2 separate regions of the Capra hircus genome follow, and region 1 is linked to region 2. Evidence: chromatin contacts called from public Hi-C data. All regions are on one chromosome and are shown on one strand. The core of a region is the stretch at or near the end of the contact, and the rest is flanking DNA. Distances in the headings are between cores, read along the strand shown.

Region 1 (6,694 bases), core at 1,917-4,416, 93 kb after region 2:
GGGGCAGTGCTGTCCAATATGGTGGTTAGAGCCACATGTGGCTTTTACGTTTTAATTAATACAAGCTGAAGAAAGTTAGAGATTCGGCTCCTTGGTCATTTTAGCCACATTATAAGAGCTCAGTTGCCTCATGAGCAGATGGCTGCTATGTTGGACAGTGAAGATATATATAGAACATGACCCTGACTCCAGAAAGTTCTCTTAGATACTTCTGGTCTTCTTAGAATGTAGTTGTGTTGGCCTGGATGAGGCCTTCATATAAGAAGGGGTCAGAACACCCAAAGGACAAAGGGCTAGGGTTTCATGACCTCATCCAACAGGCTGCATGACCACGTGGAGGCTGGTATACTAACACACGTTGCCGTGTCTGGAGCCTGCATCCATTATACCCTGGCTATGAGATGGGGTTGGGAGCAGAGAACCCCCACTGCCACCTCACATCTTTAGGGGCTGCCATTACCTGCTAAAAAGAGCCGCAGGGACTTCCCTGGGAGTCCAGTGATGGAGACTCCACTCCCAATGCAGGAGGCCTGGGTTCGATTCCTGGTCAGGGAACTAGATCCCACATGCCCCAACTAAAGACCCCACATGCTATAATAAAGATCAAAGATCCTGCATGCCTCGATTGAAACCTGGCACAGCCAAATACATAAACAAATTTTAAAGAGAGAGAGAGAAAGGAAGAGCTGCAGAGCTGCACAGGACAGAGCTGGTGTCTGTGTATGGAGACCCTTTCCCTGGTGCTGAGGGGCAGACAGGGACGGGAAGCCTGCCCTCGGGGGTAACCTCCAGCCCCTCACCTTTCATCCAGCTCAGTGAGTACTCCTGCCGGCAGCCTGAGCTGATGCAGTGGGACGTGTAGAAGGTGCCGTGGGCCTCCACCAGGTCTTCGGGCTCCAGCCCAGCCACTCGCTCCAGGGTGTCTATGTTCTGGAGGGAGACACGGAGGGGAGCGGGTCAGGAGTGAACCACCTTCCCCTCCCAGGGGTCAGAAGACAGAGCAGGGGACTGCAGCTGAGAGAGGCAAGTGGGATAGGCTGAGAAGAGAGGAGGGGAGAGGCAGGGGTGTGTCTAAAACTCTTTGTTTCCCCCTGATGGTGCCTCTGAAAAGTCAGTCATGGATGCTTCAAGGCAGGGGCCCAAATTCAAGTGCCTATGAACCCAGGCCACTGCCACCAACCAGCCCTGGTGTTTTTCTGCAAAATCAGGTCATTTTCCTTTCCTTTTGTGGAAAATTTGTTCTGTTAGAACCAGACTCTCTAGTGGCACCAGCCAAAAATTTGGTGAAATAAATGTACCAATCTTCAGTGTCTCTGCTGTAAACACAACCCTCTCAGATCTGGCATCCTTGTGCAGTACCCAACCTGCACAGCTGTCTGTGGCAGGCTTGGCCAGATATGAACACAAATCAATGAATCAGGAAGTTTTTTTGAGTTTTAATTACAGTTTTCCTATTTAACAGTTGGGTTTCTTACTGTGATCTGCTGCATAGATAGTATATTAAATTCTTTTCAGACAGAATTACTTTCCTTAGTCAACACACAAGGATATTTGTCTCTTTCACATTTGCGCTTTCTCCAGCCATTTTGGAGCAGCTTTTGTTTGCCCACGAGAAATGCCACTGAGGCAGGTGCTTCTGGAGGACCTAGCGGACGTTACAGAGATGGCCAGGAACGTGCGGTCCACAGCTGACCCAATAAGGTTTCCCAGAGACTCTGTGAACCACCATTCCACTTCCAACTGCCCTCTCTGCTTCCAGTCAGCCATCAGTTTACCCCCAAAACATGCAGACAAGAGTCTCTGTTTCCAGACTTTCTGCGGCTTTCCCTTGCCCCAGCCTGGTAGAAATGCTAGTTTTGCCTTTGTTCCTGGACTTAGTTTACCAACTTCCTCACACGCGAGCAAGCAGTGTGTATGCAAATAACAGGGCTTCCCTGGTGCTCGGATGGTAAAGAAGGAGGGAGACCTGGGTTCGATGGCTGGGTGGGGAAGATTCCCCTGGAGAAAGGAATGGCAACCCACTCCAGTATTCTTGCCTGGAGAATCCCATGGACAGAGGAGCCTGGTGGGCTACAGTCCGTGCATGGGATCGCAGAGAGCTGGACATGACTGAGCAACTAACACTACTCACTACTACTCATGCAAATAACTAAATGGCATATCAAAGGACTACCTACGGGCCTCTGTGTTACCTTTTGATGCCCCTTAAGAGAAGTTATCTATTTGGTTGCACCAGGTTGTGGCACGAGGGATCTTTGATCTTCGTTGGTGCATGCAGGGTCTTTGGTTGTGGCATGTAGGATTTTGTTCCCTGACCAGGGATAGAACCTAGGCTCTCTGCACTGGGAGCTTGGAGTCAGCCACTGGACCACCAGGGAAGTCCCTTGATGCCACTTTTGATGGGCACCCACAAATAACAAAAACAAATGCGGCTGGGGAGTTCCCTGGTTGTCCAGTGGTTAGGACTTGGTCCTTTCACTGCCATGGTCTGGGTTCAATCCCTGGTTGGGGAACTAAGATCTTGCAAGCTGTGAGCACAGCCAAAAAGAAAAAAAGAATGTGCCCAGATTTCCTGAGTGTTCTAGTGGTTAAGCGTCTGCTGACGATGCAGGGGACATGAGTTCGATCCCTGGGCTGGGAAGATTCCACATGCCTTGGGGCAACTCAGCCCAAGCATCACAACTACTGAGCCTGTGCTCTAGAGCCCATGCACCACAACTTCTGAAGCCAGCGCATCGAGGAACCTTGGCACCATAATGAAGAGCGCAACTAGAATGCACTCTTCAACTAGCGTGCAACCAACGAAGGGCAGCCCCTGCTCATGGCAACTAGAGAGAGCCCACATGTAGGAACACAGACTCAGTGCAGCCAAAAAGCAACAAATCTTGAAAAAAAAAAAAATCTATCTTAAAAAAAAAAATGATGTGGCTGACCCACATGTACTAGTATGAAGGAATCTCTTCAAGATGTTAGAAGGCCCTGTGTACAAGATGTGGAAAAAGTCAACATATGAATTTTTTTGTTGCTTGCCTAAGTGTGGACCATTTTTAAAGGAAACCCAAGAAGCAGGCAACAGTAGTGGCCCCCGGGGAGGGAAGCTGGGGCTGGGGAATATGGCCCAAGAGGCTCAGTATAAAGGACAAGCAGCAATGACCGCATGGAGACACAGAGCAGCTGGCGTCTGGCCTCAGTGCCAGGCAGGGAACAGGGTGTGGTGAGGAGGTGGGCCACTCAGCTCTAGTCAACTGCTCCCCCCTCCACCCCCTCCTTGAAAGCCACCCAGGGTGCAGCCAGCTCTTCCAGATCTGCAAGAGGAGCCTGAAGTCTGAGTTTTCGTCTGTAATCTCTTTTGATTGTCAAACCTTAGCTCACTTTCGGTTTCAAGACATCATGTCTCTGACTGACATGTTTTTAAAAAGCATGAATTGTGCTTCTCCAGTGGCTCAGTGTTAAAATATTCGTGTGCCGATGCAGATGTGAATTTGATCCCTGGTCTGGAAAGATCCCACATGCCAAGGGACAACTAGGGACAACTGAGCAACTACTGGAGCCCAAACAAAGCCCCTAAAGTCTGTGCTCCACAACAAGAGAAGTCACTGCAACAAGAAGCCCCTGCACGGCAACGAGAGAGCAGCCCCTGCTTGCTGCAACTACAGAAAAGCCTGTGCAGCAAGAAGACCCAGCACAGTCAAAAACAAATAGGCTCCTCCCCTATAAATGGGAGGGTTTTTTTAATTAATAAAAAGCATGAAGCTGCTGTGTGGCTGGGTATAAGGAAGGGTCTTCTAGATAAGGGCTTAAGGAAAAGAAAGCTGAGTATAAATCCAATGTATAATGTGAATGCCACAGATATAGATTCAAAAGAGTGGAGATCACAGTGACTTGACTGAAGGAGACAACTGTTCTTCTGTTTGAATGGATCCTTGTGTCTTGAGATAAAAATAGCATCTCTTCAAAAGTGCTACATCGTTACAATTCAGGAAGACCTGAAGACAGCTTGTTGCAGAAAACTGGGTCAATGTCTCAAAAAGGGGCTGAGGTTGAAGAAGAGGGTGAGGAGGAGTTGAAAAACAGAATGGTTTCATGAAACATGAGAGTGGAAAAAATGTTTCCACCTGTGTGTAATGTACTGCGCCAGTGTGAATATATATGCAGACTTCAGTCTGTGTGTGAAGTATTCTAAGTAAGGGGAAATGCCACCGCATTTCACACTGACCCCAGAACATATTCATGTTGGCTTTCATGTAAAAATACTCTGTAGCTGCTGTGCTTTCATGGTTTGGGGCAGGGGAGGGGAGTGCCTCATATGGAGCTGGGGAGTCAGCCCTCTGAGCATCTGGGATGAACCACGTGGTCCTGGCCCTGGGTTTCTCATGCTGGGACCCCTGTGATCTCCTGGTCTCTCTTGCTCTCCAGCTCGAGTCCAGAAGCCTTAGTGTCTGGCTGTCTATCTGCCTACAGCTCCATGTGACTGTCTAATGGGCATCTCAACCTCCATGTGCCTTCAACCAAACTCCTCCTCTGCCCCCAAGGCCTGCACATCCCACTCTCTCAGTAAAAGACAGCAGGTGCTCAGGCTGAGAGATGTCCAGCCATCCCTGGCTCTTCTGCTTCTCTCAAGAACTGTTCATTCAATCCAACAGCAAGTCCTGTTAGTTCCACCTTCAAAACGGGTTCACAAGTCACCCACTTCTCCCCTTGGACAGCCCCCTCCCTGGCCCAGCCTCCATCCTCTCCTGCTTGGACCATCACTGCAGCCCCCTTCCTGGCCTCTGTGACCACCCCTACCCCCATTGCTCCCTCCCGCAGTCTGCCCTCCACATGCAGCCAGAGGGACCCTGTGAACACCTGGGGCAGGTCACGTCTTGGCCCTGTCCAGAGCACTCCTGTGGTTCCATCTCCCACTAGGCAAAGGACAAAGCCCTCCCGGTGGGCCCCAAATGCCCACATGGTCCACCTGTCACCTCCCTGACCTCATCTCTTCTGTGCTTTCCTACTGCTGTCCTCGCTCACTCAGATCCAGCTATTTGAACATGCCAAGTGCAGCCTCACCTCAGGGCCTCTGCACTGGCTGTTCCCTTTGCTCCTCTCCCTGAGATGATCCCATGGCTCCCTCCCTCCCCTCCTACAGGTCTTTGTTTAAATGTCCCTTTTTTCTGTGAGGCCTTCCCTGACTTATTGTTCACAACAGCACCCTTCTCCCCACTCACACACAGAACTTCTGATTCTCCTTTTCTGCTCAGGGCAGTGCTCCATAGACATCTCAGCATTAATATTAACATTAAGCATTAACATCTCAGACTAGATACTCGACTCATCCTTCTCGTCCACTGTCCCTCCCCACCCTAGTGTCAGCTCCAGGAGGGCAGGGATGTCTGCTCCTTCTGTCTACTGCCTGTATGGCCTGGCACTTATTGGCACTCAGTAAACACCGGGACAGAAGCTGCCGAACAGGACTGACAGCAGGGCCATGGTGAAGATTTCATGAAATCACACACAGAAGGTGCTTGGCTTCAGGTGAGCTGTTTGTATCATGTCTGAGTGCATTCCATGGGTAAAAGGTCAAGTCTATCCTGACCTGGGGCTCCCCCGCAACCCCTACCAGCCCTAGGTGGGAGTACCTGCCCCCTTCGGAGAATTCTGGACCTGAACAAAAAGACTTCATCCTCCCCCTGGTGGCAGATTCTGAGGCTGCAGGGTCCATATTGCCAGGCCAGGAAGGAAATAACAGAACACCTATTTCTACCCATGGGTTCTCTATTTTATAAATTTGGGTTCTGAGATGTGAATTAGAGCAGACATGGTATCACTGCTCTAGTAGATCATGTAATTCAACACGTATTTATAAAACACAAGTAGAGACACACTTTTCACTATCGGCTGTGCGAGACCCCAAAGTCTCACCAACTAGGAAGTCAAGAATGTGAGCCGTCCTTACCTGGGGACCTCTCAGTGAGGCCCTCAGCTAAGTGCCTGACATACATAAGCCGTGGCCCCATGGCCCACACAAGGCCTTTGTGTAAATTATAAGAAGGTGCCCCTTTCTTAAGACTCTATAGCCACCAACTGGAAAATTGTCAGGGTGCAGTGACCGTGTTGGGCTTCCCTGATGGCTCAGATGGTAAAGAATCTGCCTGCAACGTGGGAGACCTGGCTTCAATCCCTGGATGGGGAAGATCCCCTGGAGAAGGAAATGGCAACCCACTCCAGTATTCTTGCCTGAGAAATCCCATGGACAGAGGAGCCTGGTGGGCTACAGTCCATGGGGTCACAAAGAGTCAGACACGACTGAGTGACTAACACTTTTACGCTTCAGTGATCATGCTAGACCAAGTCACTTCAGATCATCTGATGGAAAATCCAGAAAACTATGGTGCCAAAGGTGTCTGCTCAGAGAAGGGGTCCTTTCTCAGTACTCATGGGGTGGCCCTGGTCACTGCCACGTTACCACAGGCCTGAGAGGGTGAAGTGGTTCTGGCCTCTGCTTTTTTTTTTTCCCTCCATCCTGTGTGGCATGTGGAATCCTTGTTCCCTGAACAGGGATCAAACCTGTGCCCCTGCATTGGAAGCAGCATGGAGTCGTAACCACTGGATTGCCAGGGAAGTCCCTGGCGTCTGTCTCATAGAAAGGGAAACTAAGGCTGAGAGAGGCGACGTGACTGACTGCAAGTCACACAACAGAGAGGCTGTGGCC
Region 2 (6,768 bases), core at 864-3,363:
GGGGCGAGAAGACGCTGCTTAAGGTTCCCCAGGCAACTGCTGGGTTATTCCCGGCTCGTACCCACGCGGCTTGACTTGGGCACGCACGCAAGCCCCCATGGAGAAAGAGGTCTATTATTCAATGAAACCTCTTGCCATGAGGATTAAATGAGTTCATTGTTGACACCTGAGTGCTTTTTAAGCTTTGGCAGTGGATGCAGTTGCCAGGATTCCTGGATGCATCGCCTTCCTCGGACGCACAGAAAGTGAAGAACAGCCCGGGTAGTGGAGGGTCTTCAGTGACCACCCCCGGCTGGGACTTATTCGGGGTCCTGTCTTCCAAGTCGTCCATTCCCCTGTCCCAGAACTGCTACCTCAGACGCCAGTGGACAGGGAACAAGATAGAGGATGTCCACATCTTCTGGCTGGACTCCCACCCTTTGAGCACTTGGCTCTCACTCTCTCGTCCTTGCTACCCACACATGCCTGCCCTCTGACACTAGTGCGCTTGCGCCAGGGGAGGTGAGGAACTGGGGAAGCCCTGCCCACCTTGGCCACGCCTTTGCTCCCAACCTCTGCCAAGGGCCTTCCTGGCCTTGCCAAGGAAGAGACGTGGGTGTCGGAGCCCGCCCTGTGGAAGAGACGCACCTTGAAGCCTTCTTCGGTGGCAATGAGGAGGACGTCGAAGGGCTGCCCTCGCTGGAAGGGAATGCCTGAGCCCCGCTCCTCTGCACCCCAGGTGCCGCGCTCCAGGGTGTTGAAGACCACCGTGGACTCGTCCAGGCGGGGGTTGAAATGCAGGGCGGCATCACTGCCTGGTTCCTCACTGCACAGCAGGTTCACGTAGAACCTGGCAGGTGGTGGAGAAGAAGAACATTGGATAGAGGAGTTACCCTTTGCCGGAGCACATCCATATTTATAGGAACCTGAGAGCCACACACCAGGGAAAGAGGGGAGATGGACTGGAGACCATGGAGCCCGGATTCCAGGGCACCCAAAAACCAGTGGGAGACCCGGACGCACGTCCACCTAGACCAGGGCCTGGGTCCCCCTCATTTCCAGAGTCTGGGAGATGCCAAGGACTCATGGTCCTGAAGACCAGGGTGCTCCCAGTTCCCAGAGGGCTGGGACAATATCAGGGACCCCCAAATTCCCAGGCACTGTAGATTCTCAGAAATCTTGAAGATCTCCACCCAGGAAGCCCTAGGATTGATTGCCTAGGCCTCCTACATGCCCAGGGCACCTCTGATTCACAGGTTATATTTCCAGAGTGACTGTGGACTTGGACTTGTCATGAGATTGCCCTGGAACCCCCAGATTCTTTGATGTAGGGTCCCCACCTGCACAGTCATGGGACAGATAAGTGAAGACATCAGATTCCAGAAGGACAGAAATAGCCTGGGGATTCCAAGATCCTGGTGGGCAAAGTTGGCCTGGGGCTTTGTTCTCTGGGCTGTAAAAGTGGGGTTCACTGAGCCTGGAAACCTCCCACCCGTTACTGCTGAGGCTCGGGGGTCTCACCTGCCAGCCTTGTCGGGGACTAAACCACGAATTCTCAACACGGTGCCCACTCGGATGCCCTCGGGCAGTGCGGTCTTGTGGGGGACGTTCTGCAGCAGCCAGAGTGGATCAGGGAGGCAGAGGAGAGAGACAAGTGGGTCAGCTGTGGGGAGAACATGAGCAGGACCCAGAGCAGCAGAATCAGAGAGCAGAAAGGGCACAGAGACACGGGAAAGAGAGCCAGGGGCGCAGAGGAACACAGGGACTCAGCAGGCAGATACTCAGAGGGACAGAAAGATAGACAGCAGGGGGAACCAATGGGGGGAGGGATGGGAGCATGGGGATGGATTGGGTGAGCCCAGAAACCACAGCCCAGAACATCCTGGCACACCGGGACACCCACTTTCTCCTTGAAACAGGAGCCCTCAGCCAAGCCCCAGCCCCTCCCCTCTGCCAGTGCAGCCTTGGGTCCAAACCCCTCAAGCCCCCACACCGCGAGTACTCACAAAGCTCCCGGCCATGGCTGCAACAGCGGGACGGCAGTGGCGGTGGGGGTATGGCTGCTGGGACCTTAAGTCAAAGCAGGGCGTGCCTGGCCCTGGTGACTCACCCTTTCCACACCCACCACCCACACCTGGCACAGACCCTGGCCCTGGGGCCATGCTGGCCCAGCACCCTCTTTCCAGGGCCTCTGATGCCCCTGCCGTCCTGAGGCTTCCCAGGTGTACGGTCCCTCCCCTTTGAGTTAATAGTGATAGGAACAGTTAACAATAATAACCATAACAGCACAGCGTGGAAGGCTTGTTGAGACACCATCCCTCCAGCCCTACCTTCCTGCTACCTGGTGGAGAGAGAAGGCTCTCACATCCATTTCATCATGGAAAACCTGAGTCCTGAGAGGTGAAGCTGTGAGCTGAAACTCTGTGCCCTCTCTCCTAGGGCTAAGGATGGGTGTCCCCTGAAATTCCAGTTGATGCTTCTGTAATAATAATAACCATGGCACCAGGATAATGACAGGAAAGGCCGCTAAGAGAGACAGGATATTCTGCCCAGTGGTCAAAGCTGTATCCTTGGTGCCTAGTGCAGTGCCTGGCACACAGTAGGTGCTCAGTAAATGTGGATGAAAGTAAGAAGGAAAGGTAATGAGAAGTGCCACTGACAAAGCCTCGGGCTTGCCTAGCATGTGGGAGAGACCACCGATCTCCGACAGGCCACTGAGCATAGGGCCACTGATCACCCTTATGTGACAGACAAGGAAACTGAGGCTCAGAAAGGAGAAGCAGTTTGCCCGAGAAACACAGCTAAGCAGAACCATGTAGCCTGTGTGTCTGGCTTTCTTCATCTCTGGAAGCTCCTCTCTGGTTTTCTCTCCAGGATGCCCTAGTCTCTCTGGCTGTCCTGTGTCTCTGTCCTCCCCTGTCTCTCTCACATGTTCCTGTCTATTTCTCTTCTTTGAGTCTCTCTCCTTCCACCTCCCAGAATGGCCTCCTCTCTCCCACCTGGTGTTCAGGATAAGGGAAGGGAGTGGGGGGCAGAGGGGAAGGGTGTGTTAGGACCCACTCCCAGCCCAGTCCAAGGAAGAAAAAAATGTGGGCCCCTCTGCCCAGGCCAAGTCCCCACAGCCCAAGGCTCCTGCAGGGGCATGCAGGTATGAAGGGTGGTGTGAGAGGGAGAATGTTGATAGAGGGTTCTGGAAGGCAAGGAGCAGGGCAGTGGGGAGCTGAGCAGAAATTCCTCCCAGAAGCACCAGCAGCCTACCACTCCAGTTCCATCTCCCCACCCCACCCACCCCTGTTGGTGCCCCACCCAGCAGAGGGAGAAAAGGCCTGGGGCTGAGTCAGGAATGGAGCCTTTGGGTGGAGATGAGCAGAGTCAGAACCTGATCCACCGCCCTCAGCCTCCCAGCCTTCAGCCCCATCACTGCACAGCTGGTGCAGCTGGTGGGCGCAAGCGTCTCAGAGAGCAAGGGTGGGAAACTGCATTTGGGTGGGGGCCACAGTCACCTCCATTTGGCAGAAGAGAAAGTGGGCTTGGAGAGGGCCAGCCTCTCCCCAAGGCCTCATGGAGAGGACGGGGCCAGGGGCTGGAGCTGATCTGTGTGCCAAGGACGCATACCTCATGGAGATCTTAAATAGAGAGGACAAGGACTTCCCTGGTTGATCCAATGGCTAAAATTGCACTTCCAATGCAGAGGGCCTGCGTTCGAGCCCTGGTCAGTGAACTAAGATCCCAGATGTGGCAGCTCAGCTGGGACACTGAAGTTAGGAAGCCTACACACCACAACAAAGACCCAGCACACCCGAAATAAAACAAATAAAAGTATTTTTAAATCTGGAGAGGACTGCGGGGTTTGAGGTGATGACATCGACGTCTGTTCGGATGGAGAGTTTCCCAGAATGATGGGTTCTGTTATTCTGATCAGTAATCTTTTTGTATATGTCATTCTGTATATTGCTGTGTATCCTGGTAGTTTATCTTTTCCTGATTTCTTCATTGTCTCTGGATATTTCTCCACATGCTGCCGACCTGCACGTCCAGGCTTGTTTTTGATGTTTGGTCAAATGAGGCATTCGATCTGTTATCAGTTTGATTGCTGGTTCATTTCTCATAACTCAGATGTGGGATGCATTCTTATTCATCTGTGTTGATTATCTTCTATCAGTTTGGAAATAATATACTTGATATCTTTTTTTTAAAACTTCTAAATAAGTGGTGAATGTAGTTATTTCCCAATACTCTTTTTGCTTTCCCAAGCTATATGCCACACTCATAAATCAGATCACCCAGGTTTCAACAGAATACTTCCATGAGTCTTAATGATGTCCAGACCTGGGCAACCCCCACCCCCATCAAGGTTTATCTCCTGAAAAAGTCTGCTCCCCCCACCTCAGGACACACTGTCATTCCTTAGTATCGAGCCAACATGTTCATTTGCCATGAAAATAGAGAGAAGGATGCCCAGCAGGTTGTGTGTGTCTCTCCTTCCACCTTCCGGAATCACCTCCTGCAGAAATGACTGGGGGAGGGCTTCCCTGGTGGTCCAGTGGTCGGTTAAGAATCTGCCTTGCAATGCAAGGGACCCTGGTTTGATCCCTGGTCCCGGAAGAGCCCCGATGCCGTGGAGCAACTAATCCATGGGCCACAGCTACTGAGCCCACACTCTAGGGCCCTCGTGCTTCAACTCCTGAAGCTTGTGTGCCTAGAGCCCATCCTCCATAAAAGAGAAGCCACCGCAATGAGAAGCTGGCCACCACAGCTAGTGAGTAGCCCGCAGTCTCTGCAAACAGAGAAAGCCTGGGTGCAGCAATGAAGACCCACCACAGCCAGAAGATAAAATACATAAAAAGAAACAACCGGGGATATGTGTGCTACCACTACCAAGAGCTCTAGACCCCCAACTCTGCAACAAGAGAAGCCGGTATAGCACAACTAGAGAAAGCCAGCACGCAGCAATGAAGACCCAGGTCAGAAGAAATAAAAAGAAACAACTGGGGCGAGAAGTAATACTAAGTGCCCCCACAGCTGTCCAGGAATTGAAAATCCCAGGCTCTGTCAATGTCAGCTTCTTGGTGACTTTGGGTTGGTTTTCATATTCAGTGAAGATGTCCCAGGAGCTGGGACTTAACCCACTGGGCTTGCAGGACCTTATTCCTGGACTGGGGATTGCCCTGGGCCCTCGACAGTGAAAGCTCTGAATCCTAACCACTGGACCACAAGGAAATGCCCCCAAATTGGACGTTTCTTTTTAATTTATTTTTTAAAATGTATGTATTTACTTGCCTGAGTCACGTGTTAGTTGCGGCTTAGTTTCCCTGCTGCGTGTGGGATCCTAGTTCCCTGACCAGGGATCGATCCCATGTCCCCTGCACTAGAAAGCGAGTTCTCAACCACTGGCCCACCAGGAAAGTCCCCCATTCTAACCATTTTTTAAATGTACAGTTCAGTGGCCTTAAGTACATTCCCATGTTGTGCAACCCTTACCATCAATATCTCCAGCACTTTTTCACCTTCCCCAACTGAAAGTTGTACCCACTAAATACTCACTTTCTCTTCCCCTATCCCCAGCCCCTGACCACCACCATTCTACTTCCTGTCTCTGTGAATTTGGCTGCTCTGGGTACCTTGTGTAAGTGAAATCATACTTGCCCTCTGTGATCGATGAGCATTATATACACATAAAAGAGAAAGTCAATTGTAAATACCTGTGTGTGTTGAAAGGTGACAAATATGTCACCCAAAATATGCCCTTTGGTATAAGGATTATTTTGAGCTTTCAGCACTTGAAAAAAAAGCAAATACAGGAAGGTCATTCTAATCTCCACTCTTCTCCTGAAAACAGGAGATAAAAACTGCCAAGTGAAAGATGCTCTACTTGTACCTTAAGAAAGTAACAATTTTATCAGCAAGGTGAGACCTAGGGAGGCCTTGTTAAAATAATTGTCTGGGACTTCCCTGGCAATCCAGTGGTTAAGACTCTGCACTCCCACTTCGGGGGAACTAAGATCATACACGGCCATTGCAGCCAAAAAAAAAAAAGATTCCTATCTTCCTTTAGCCTCCCCACGTATTAGTTCAGTTACTTTCCCACAATTCCTTTCATTGTTCTTAACTGGTAGGTGTAGCTGCTTCTTTGTGTTTATTTCCTTATGCGGGCTCCAGGACCATGTAAAACATTTTAATGTGTATTCATTTCTTCTGTGTTGATTTGGTACGTCAGTTTAATTCTCAGGACTTGCCGAAAGAAAAAAAAAAAAGGAAAATAAAGGCAAAAATTTGCCTACCCTACCATATGTAGACATACACTTGTTTTCCTGTATTCCCACCTGGTCCCTGCAGAGGGCCTGGGAGCAGAGACATCTGAATGGCAGTGAGCACACTTGCACTCAGGCTTCCCTCCAAGGGTAAAGAATCTGCCTCCAATGCAGGAGATCTGAGTTTGATCCCTGGGTGGGGAAGATCCCCTGAAGAAGGGAGCACTACCCACCCCAGTATTCTTGCTGGAGCATCCCATGGACAGAGGAGCCTGGCAGGCTACTGTCCACGGGGTCACAAAGAGTCAGACACGACTGAGCAACTAACACTTTCACTTTTCACACAGTGGCCCCCAGATCTTGGTTCCTAAGGACCATATCTTTCTGTACTGAAGGAACTACTGTAGAAATGACTGCTTCCCAGGCTCAGACAAGGAGCATACAAGATGTGCTGGGAACGACTGATTGTGTCAGAGAAGAAGGAAGCGCTTACAAACGGATGGGGCATCTGGGGCAGGTGTATGAACTCCCTTGAATC

Evidence for each region. Hi-C and Micro-C count contacts between places; a contact is called where the count stands out from the background.
Region 1: a contact with region 2 is called in a Hi-C map of blood, with 4 times the contacts expected there. The contact joins the enhancer-like site here to the promoter of LGALS7 in region 2. A contact is called at or near these places in 3 of 5 Hi-C or Micro-C datasets (all in blood).

The regions. Positions count from the first base shown.
Region 1 is chr18:49,488,350-49,495,043 of ARS1.2, forward strand. It overlaps SIRT2 (NAD-dependent protein deacetylase sirtuin-2), which reads right to left. Exons shown (of 16, transcript XM_018062368.1): 9 at 801-930. Among named protein-coding and RNA genes, the nearest start is that of RINL, 8.0 kb to the left of the region's middle. Within about 2 kb of position 3,167, at least 3 of the 5 cell types and tissues checked have an H3K27ac peak or open chromatin away from gene starts, as enhancers often do.
Region 2 is chr18:49,396,363-49,403,130 of ARS1.2, forward strand. LGALS7 (galectin-7) reads right to left here and starts at 2,114. Exons shown (of 4, transcript XM_018062359.1): 1 at 1,986-2,114; 2 at 1,501-1,589; 3 at 628-829. The coding sequence starts at 2,000.